2 separate regions of the Mus musculus genome follow, and region 2 is linked to region 1. Evidence: chromatin contacts called from public HiChIP or PLAC-seq data. All regions are on one chromosome and are shown on one strand. The core of a region is the stretch at or near the end of the contact, and the rest is flanking DNA. Distances in the headings are between cores, read along the strand shown.

Region 1 (4,296 bases), core at 452-2,951:
ACTGCATTTTACCCAGTACCTCATGTGCTGGGCCTTATGCTGAATAATAAAAGTAAAAGTTACGTTGTGATACATACAGGGCAGCTTGTATGTTTGGCGTGGGGGGGGGGGCTGTGGGCTGTGTGCTGTGGAGCACAGGATCAGCAGGGCTTGTTGGAATGTGGCCAACCAGAGCACTGCCACTGTCCACTGCAAGGTTTTTCAGGCTGGGGGCGGGGGAGAGCAACGGGGGGGGGGCTCCTGTGTGTTAGCATGGAAAAGACCTCCTTCCCTGGCAGCTACCCAAGTTAGTCCCCTCTCTCTGTTTTCTAGCATTTTCCTAGGCCATGACCCCATCCACAAAGTGCTTCACTCTCTTTTTTTTTTTCTTTTAGATTTATCTATTTATTATATGTAAGTACACTGTAGCTGTCTTCAGACACTCTAGAAGAGGGCATCAGATTTCGTTATGGATGGTTGTGAGCCACCGTGTGGTTGCTGGGATCTGAACTCTGGACCTTCGAAAGAGCAGTTGGCGCTCTTAACCACTGAGCCATTTTGCCAGCCCCAAATGCTTCACTCTCTTACTCAGAGAGTCCTGTCCTGTCTTTTTCTCTCTTGGGCTCTATCCTCTCAGTAGAACTCATCCAAGTCCTTCTCATCGTGGAAAAAGAATATTGGCTGTGTGTTTGCCTCTGACCTGGTTCAACCGCAGCAGCTTAATTTCCACATCCAACGATGCTGTCAGCCTAGATACATGGTAGCTGCTTCCCCTTTGACAGGTTCTTGGTTCTTTTGCTTTCAGAACTCTACCCACAACTTTCTCTTGTTTACACACATCTGGGTGATTGCAACCTCTGGTTCTTTGCAGGTGCCAAGTCTTCCTGGCATGATCGTCCCCAACTCTCTTATCTAACCTTGCTTTCTTGGCACCAAACCCAAAGTTTATCCTGTAGTATGGCTTACTTTTACTTTTTTAGTCACCTCTTTCCAGCCTTAGAGGCTTTAGCTGCTCCTGGAGCTGGAATAACAGTGGTAGGTAGCAAGCAGCCCAGGTAGCTAGGACATGATCATCTTGATTCCCAATGTCTTGTTGATAGGTTGGACATGTACCTCTGTTGGGCATGGCCATGTGTACATTTAGGGGTTTGGGGTAGTTTTAGGCGTTTAGTGTGTGACCAATGTACAACAATGACAATACCTTGTGTGTGTCCGTGACAGCTGGGTTGTTGTTTTGTTTTGTTTTTTTTATTTTTGTTTTCTTCCCGAGATAGGGTCTCACTTTTTATCCCAGACTGTCCTAGAACTCACTATGTAGACCAGGATGGCCTCGAATTCATAAGGATCCACCTGCCTCTGCCTCTCCAGTGCTGGGATTAAAGGAGTGCGCCACCGGTCCCGCCTGGTGGAGTTTTCTGCAGTTGGAGGCCGAGTCCGAATACTCTCGAGAACAGCGCTTGCGCAGACGGCGTCTGGCGCAGCAGCAGTACTCACACTTGTCTTGTGAAATGGTCACCGGACCGCTGGGGTACCCAGCAGAGAACAGGAAGAAGTAGGTGTACCTAGGCGCTCCATGGAGCGGAGAGTGGGCGGAGTTAACGTGAGGGACAGAACTCTGACCAATGAGTGTGGAGATCGCACGGAGGCGGGGCCAAATTGCCGCGCGCCAGGCCGCAGTTGGCCAGAGGGCTGCGGGGATGGGCTTGGGGCGCTGCTCCGCCTACTCTGAGACGCTTGGGGCATAGAGGGCGGCGCCCGGGCCGTGGCGGCGGCGGCGGCTCCTCAGGTAAACGGCTTGTTAAGGCTCATCTTTGGTGGTGGGGGCCAGGCACCCTTTGAGGAACTTGGACCAGAGAGCCTAGGGGCCTCCCCATCTGCCAGCAGCAAGAGAAGCTGTGTCAAGGGGCGCCTCCCCAAGGTCAGCGGGCCGGTGCCAGGAGGTGCTGGGAGATCTCAGGTGTGCCCAGCGGGCCCGGCTTCGCATCTTACACCTGGAAGGGATCTCGGAGCTTGCGATTCAATTCTGACTTGTCAGACATCGGCGCGTGGTCCCTGGTCCCTGTCCCTGCTGTCTCGTGGGTCGCGTGATCCATGTCCTAGTCCCTTCCGGGAACTCGGTGACTCAAGACCCTGGTCCTTTGCGGGGTAGGGGCTACGTGTTCAGGTCTTTGACCTCCGCAACTGGGCTACCGGCATTTCTGTCTCTTTCATAAAACTGAGCCTTAATTCAGGGACTTGCAAAGCGAGTGCTCACCGCACCGCAGCCACTCGTCTTTCTGTATTCTCGTTGCGGATTAAAGGAGGCGGTGTAGAGCAGGAAAGTGATTTGTCCAGAGTCACGAGGATTGCTGGCCCCAGGGAGAAGGCCACAAAACTCTCAGAGTATAGAATTCAGGCAAGGTGAGAGCTAGGTGAGGTGGAGCCAGGGCTGACACTCCAGGTTTGGGATTCCAATTTTCCAACCAAGTCAGTGCAGTTATGCAGCAAGACTCTGCTCTACCCTGTACAGAGCTCAAGGTAATGGATGGAACCGTAAACTCAAGTGCAGTGAGTAAGCATAAGGACCTGCGGGAGAGGGATAGAGGGCGGCATCTGGAGACCTGGGGCTGTGAGCTGGAGTTACTGTTAAGGCAGAGGCTAACTTTGAGGGGCTAGTCTTGGTTGGAGGCAGGAAACTCTTTGGAAGGAAGGGGATGGTAGTAGAAATGGAGGAACAGCCTGCGACCTAGTTAATTAAATGGTAAAATTAAAAAAATTCAGGAAGTAGGTAGGTGGAGCAGGGCAGGGGTGAAGGTGAAGGGTTAAGTCTTAGCTGCTCTGTTAGACTTGGTTGGCCATGGTCATCTAGATGGAGACCCCCAGCAGACACAGGGTTGATGGGGCACCAGAGCAGAGATCCTATGCAAACCACTGGTTGTGGGATATTCCTGTGGAGCCTGTGTTTATGACTTGGCTGGCTGTGCAGTCTCTGCACCTGCAGGCCGGGGAGATGCTTCTGCCAGCAGGCTCTACTCTTAGGCCTTAGGCTGAGATGTGTGGCTCGAATGAGGAATGTCTTTCTGGGCTCTACTGTCAAAGTCGATGGCTGAGGCCTGGCCGCCTTCATTAACTTGAAACGGATGTCCAGGCAGGCAGCCTTACTCAAACCTGCATCTTGTCATATCTCCCTCCCTCAGAGGTGACTGTCAAGGGACTCCAGAGGCCAGAGGTGGGACCTGTTGACCTGTGCTTGTCTCAGTTCCCGGTCACCTGTGTGTGGGGTTGGAGATGTTTGTGTTTAGTTTTCTTTCCTACGGTTCTCAGAGGCCCAGGTGAGAAGCAGGATTGCTGTTGTCTGACGAGCAACTCCAGGCCTCCCAATGGCTTTTTGTTGAGCTAAGTTGTTTTGAAGTCAGAAGACATCCTTGCTGGCGTCAGGGTACACAGCTCGATCCACTTTGGGACATAACACTGGAAGGGTTTCTGCGGCTCTTGTGATCACTTGGCTGCTGAATGTCATAGGGATGGTGCTTTCTTTTTGGGGGGGGGGGTGTTTCGAGACAGGGTTTCTCTGTATAGCCCTGGCTGTCCTGGAACTCACTTTGTAGACCAGGCTGGCCTCGAACTCAGAAATCTGCCTGCCTCTGCCTTCCGAGCGCCTGGCTGGATGGTGCTTTCTTCCCGGGCCTGCAGGGTCCCCCTTGCTTCAGGGGTTTGCATGGAAGCCCAGTTCCACGTGGCTTATTTGAGAAATCATATTCTTGGTGGATGGTGAGCAGTGAGCTCCTGACTGTATTACCTTGGGACACCATCTCAGATTCTTGCTGGTTCCTCTAGAAGTTGACCCCTCTCTGGCCCAATTCCTCCCAAATAAGGCATTCTGTGACTGCGTGTGCCTGGACACCACCCATCCCCCCACCGGCTGCTTATCTTTGCCTTGGGGCTATATTTTATCTGAGACTGAGCCCAGCAGGAATTTGCAAAATGCTTCATGTGCATACTGGTTCTCGGTTCATATAAATGTAGGTGCTGTGAACTGGCTGTAATGGTGTACACCTGTAAAAAAATGAAAAGCAAGAAAGAAAAAAGAAAAAAACCCTACTATACGGGAAGGAAAGGCCCCACCAACCCTGTCTGTCATCATCTCTCATTTGCTTTGCTTTTTTGTTTTTCAGTTTTGTCCCAGCCTAACTAATACTCACATACAGAAACGTCTGTGTCCTAGAGCAGAACATCTCTAAATGATGGGGAAGGGGATTGACAGTGTAGACCAGTAGCAGCCGCTCCTCAGGCTCTGTCACCCGTGCCATGCATCCAGCAGCAAAGGTGGTCCTTGTC
Region 2 (4,339 bases), core at 884-3,383, 160 kb after region 1:
GGTGGAGCCAGCCAAACAGAGCTCCTCAAGACTGGGGAAGCCTGGTCCCTGGGGCACGCCTCGGCCACACGGCTTGGGAAGCCAAATCAGATTCAGCAGCCGCAGCACCTAGGAAGAGGGAAGAAGAAGGAGGGAGGAGGGACAGGCTGCAGATATGGCAAGGGGTGGCAGGTGGGAGACAGTAGGGTATAAATACCTGCAGCTGGGGGCAGCCTTTCTGCAGGGCTTCCACAGGCAGCTGCAGGGGTGTGTTGTTGCAGTTCATGCCAGTGCTGACCTGGAGGACTTGGAGCTGTGGGCAGCAGTTGTCCTGGAATGGTGGGATAAACACTGCTAGGTCAAAGGCCTGGGCTGGTCCCCACTGAGCCCTTTTCCTGACCATCCCCAGCCTACCAGCAGTGCGCCCAAGATGGCCGTCGTCTGGGAACTGTAGGTCAGCCACAGTTTACGCATTCGGGACCCGGCCTCCTCCAAGAAGCTCACCACAGCTGTGGACTCCACCTGGGGATCCAGCCCAAAGGTGCAGCTCATGCATGTCACAAGGGCCCAGGCGATTTCAGGGTCCCCCACCCACCCACGGCAAAGGACTCACCATGGAATGATGTAGGTCCAGGCTGTGGAGCTGGCAGCAGGCTCTCGCTAACATGACCAGAGTTTCAGCAGTCACAGTGTGGCAGTCTGAAAGCTTGAGGAAGGTGAGCCGAGGGCAGAACTTGCTAACCAGCTGTAGCAAGAGATAGAGAGAGAGAGAGAGACCATCCAGGGTTGTGGAGGGCAGGTAAAGGTCTATCTACAGGGACACTGGTAGTCATGACAAGCCTATCCTATAGTCCCAGCTATGACTCCATTCTGTCCACGCCAGGCCTACATGGAAATTGCTGTCTCCTCCAGCAATTTCCTAAGATGTCAGCAAGACGAAACTGAGCAGGCAGGCAGACAACTCTGTGGTACACCACCAGGGCACCCTCCCCATAGTAGACCACTCAAACGTGACAGCTTGTGTGCAGGGCAGTCTCCAGCTCTTACCTCCAACACAGAGTGTACTTGAGACTTCCAGTGGATGAGGGTCAAGCTCTGGAGCTGAGAGAACCTGGGCGACAGCAAGGCCCGGCTGTAGTTGTGCTCTTGTCCTTACGCTGCCCCCTTCTGGACAGAATCCTCCCCTACTCAACGCGGATGCAGGGAAGACAACAGACAGTAAGATGACAAGGAGCCCTCACCGATTGGGTACGAGCCACTCCAGGCAAGCAAGGAGCTTCTTCTCTCCCTTAAGGTTGCCCTTGCCAGCCCGGCCAACCAGCGAGGGTGACAGGGTCACAGTATGCCAGAGTGAAGGATGGGAGGTGGCTTCGTGCCAGTGACGGCAAACGCGTGCAGCCCTAGGAGAAGAAAAAGTTTGCTGAGAGTGCGTGGCCTTTTGCGGGTAATGCCTACAATGGAGTGTTTTAGGAGCAGCGCAGCGGTCTTAAAGCCTGCCGTCGCCCGTTCTCAGTGCTAGGCTTTGAGCTCTAAGTGAAGACAGGTGCCGGAGCACTTGTGTTCGCCCGATGTGATGCCTGCTCTGCCCTCTGCTCTGCAGCACCCGCTCAGTGCGCCAGTCTCTACCGCGGCAGGCGCTGTTGGTGTACCTGCCAAGAAACGGCATGGGCCCATGAGCCGCAACCAACAACCCGAAAATATGCACCAGGACTTCTAAGGGAATACGGTCTCCCCAACCAGAGTCCAGGCCCTGATCGAGCGACGGCTCCGGTCGGGGTTTGGTCCTGGGCTTGGCGACAGCCGTGGGGCCACGAGCCAGTGACCTCGGAGCGCGGCGACGGGCGCGCCGGTGCGCACGAGCGCGGGGAGGCTCCAGGTCCGGCAGCACGAGCAACATGCTGTCCGCTTGCAGCAGGTGGTACCCAGAGCCGCGAGGTGCCAGGCGGTCCCACCACCAGTCCTCCGCCGAGCGGCCCCGCGCATCGGGCCGCTTGGAGCTTCGAACTCGACGTCTAACTCGCCTAGAGGCCACGGGAGCCATAGCCCCCGGGAGCTGAACTAAAAGCGGAAGGTGGGTGGGCAGAGAGGAAGGGGCGTGGCCCCTTAGCTCACTCCTTTACACTACACTTAGCTTCCGGGGGTGGGACTTCCGCCGCAGTCTAGCGCATTAGCCGGCGTCTTACTACAACCCTTTGGCTGGGGTTTGGCTGCCTTCCGGGCTAAGTGGCGTGCTCCCGGGGCTGGGCGGGCTGCTCCGGCCCCACGCCCCTGATGCACCGCACTCAGCCGAGGAGCCCAGAATCGAATCAAGTCAGCCAGCCACACCTCTTGCCGATCCACGCCGGCTGCCTGAAGTTAGCTGTCATCCAGTCTGGTTTAGCCGCGCCAAGACTTGGTCCTCCGCAAGCATCAAGGACTGGCTCTTTCGCTCATCTTCCTCCCCGGAACCATGCTTTAAGCCAGCTTCTCGCTCCCCCGCTTGCCAGTCTTGTACAGAAGGGTCCCGGTGCAGGCTCCATGGTAGGTGCAGCTCCTGATCTATCCGCCGCCTCCCTCCAGGTGCCTTGGTTTTGCAATCTGGCCACCTCAGACCCTGACTCTGCCCACTCGCATGTTTTTTTGTTTGTTTGTTTGTTTTGTTTTGGTTTGTTTTGGTTTGTTTTTTGTCTCCGTCCAGGTGAAAAAGCTTGACTCTTTTTTTCTCTAGAATAGTTAGAGAAGCTTTGGATCTACGTGGGAAAAGGGCGGACTGTTACCTTCGCTTTGTCCTGGAGGGCCCGCTTTGACCTTTGACCTAATGGCAGCACCTCCGCTGGGCCGACTGGTGCTGACCCATCTGCTGGTGGCCCTTTTCGGCATGGGCTCCTGGGCTGCTGTCAACGGGATCTGGGTAGAGCTGCCGGTAGTGGTGAAAGAGCTCCCGGAGGGTGAGTGAAGTGGGCGGAGGTAGGCTGCTGCTGTTGCTGCTCTTCGTTCCTTAGCCTGGTGCCTTTACACTATCTCCTCCTTCCACTGCAGGTTGGAGCCTCCCTTCCTACCTCTCTGTGCTTGTGGCGCTGGGAAACCTGGGTCTGCTGCTGGTGACTCTGTGGAGGCGTCTGGCTCGCGGCAAGGGCGAGCAAGTCCCCATCCGAGTGGTTCAGGGGCTAGGCATAGTGGGCACAGGCCTACTGGCCTCTCTGTGGAACCACGTGGCCCCAGTGGCAGGAAAGCCGTACTCAGTGGCCTTCCTAACGCTGGCGTTTGTGCTGGCATTGGCCTGCTGTGCTTCTAATGTCACTTTCCTGCCCTTCTTGAGCCACCTCCCACCCCCCTTTTTACGGTCTTTCTTCCTGGGTCAGGGCCTGAGTGCCCTCCTGCCCTGTGTGCTAGCCCTGGGTCAAGGGGTGGGCCGCCTTGAGTGCCTGCATGTGCCTGCCAACAGGACCACTGGGCCTCCGATCGAGGTGTCTCCCATTAATTTCCCTGAACGGTTTTCTGCCACCACGTTCTTCTGGGTGTTGACTGCCCTTCTGGGCACTTCAGCAGCTGCCTTCCAAGGCCTCCTGTTACTACTGCCATCCCCGACATCTGAACCCACAACAGGTACAGGGCTTCGGGTAGAAACACCAGGAACAGAGGAGGAAGAGGAAGAGGAAGAGGCCTCACCTTTGCAGGAGCCACCAGGCCAGGTGGCAGGCATTGTTTCCAGCCCAGACCCTAAGGCCCATCAGCTGTTCTCTTCCCGAAGTGCCTGTCTACTGGGCCTGCTGGCCATCACCAATGCTCTGACCAATGGCGTGCTGCCCGCTGTACAGAGCTTTTCCTGCCTGCCCTATGGGCGCCTGGCCTACCACTTGGCTGTCGTACTGGGTAGCTGTGCCAACCCCCTTGCCTGCTTTCTGGCCATGGCAGTGCTGTGCAGGTGCTCACGGACTCCCAAGCCCCCATGGGGAAGAGCTTGAGGTGGGCCAGGGCCTGGCACAGCCAGTCCTGATCCCAGCCCATCCTTGGCAGGTCTCTGGCAGGGCTGTGTGGTCTGTCTCTGCTGGGCATGCTCTTGGGCTCCTACCTGATGACACTGGCAGCCTTAAGTCCCTGTCCTCCTCTGGTGGGCACCTCTGCAGGTGTGGTCCTCGTGGTAAGTACAATGGGGACATGAAACAGGAACAGGGCTTGTCTCATAGCAGGGGAATTTCATGCTCAGCCCGCTGCTGCGAATCTCCCCTCTACGACACCCCGCCCCACTCCCCTTTCAGGTACTCTCATGGGTCCTGTGCGCAGGCACGTTCTCGTATATCAAGGTGGCGATCAGTTCCATGTTACACAGCGGAGGCCGGCCAGCACTGCTCGCTGCTGGCGTGGCTATTCAGGTGGGCTC

What was found. HiChIP or PLAC-seq counts read pairs in DNA pulled down with a chosen protein or histone mark.
Region 2: a contact with region 1 is called in an H3K4me3 HiChIP or PLAC-seq map of the SCID.adh cell line, with 34 read pairs. The contact joins the promoter of Slc52a2 here to the promoter of Mroh1 in region 1. A contact is called at or near these places in 13 of 39 promoter capture datasets (the 3T3-L1 cell line, the C10 cell line, the HPC-7 cell line and 7 more), 6 of 484 Hi-C or Micro-C datasets (B cells, CD4 T cells, the N1E-115 cell line and 2 more), 15 of 115 datasets of contacts at active chromatin or transcription factors (the 230-238 cell line, the NIH/3T3 cell line, the SCID.adh cell line and 8 more) and 3 of 9 other capture datasets (adipose tissue, liver and pancreatic islet).

Annotation. Positions count from the first base shown.
Region 1 is chr15:76,378,812-76,383,107 of GRCm38.p6, forward strand. Mroh1 (maestro heat-like repeat family member 1) reads left to right here and starts at 1,702. Exons shown (of 44, transcript NM_175457.4): 1 at 1,702-1,765.
Region 2 is chr15:76,536,697-76,541,035 of GRCm38.p6, forward strand. It overlaps Slc52a2 (solute carrier protein 52, member 2), which reads left to right and starts at 2,134. Exons shown (of 5, transcript NM_029643.4): 1 at 2,134-2,499; 2 at 2,687-2,906; 3 at 2,998-3,883; 4 at 3,976-4,099; 5 at 4,218-4,339. The coding sequence starts at 2,777. Fbxl6 (F-box and leucine-rich repeat protein 6) reads right to left here and starts at 2,050. Exons shown (of 9, transcript NM_013909.2): 1 at 1,629-2,050; 2 at 1,221-1,379; 3 at 1,027-1,090; 4 at 593-724; 5 at 394-501; 6 at 197-310; 7 at 1-108. The coding sequence starts at 2,020.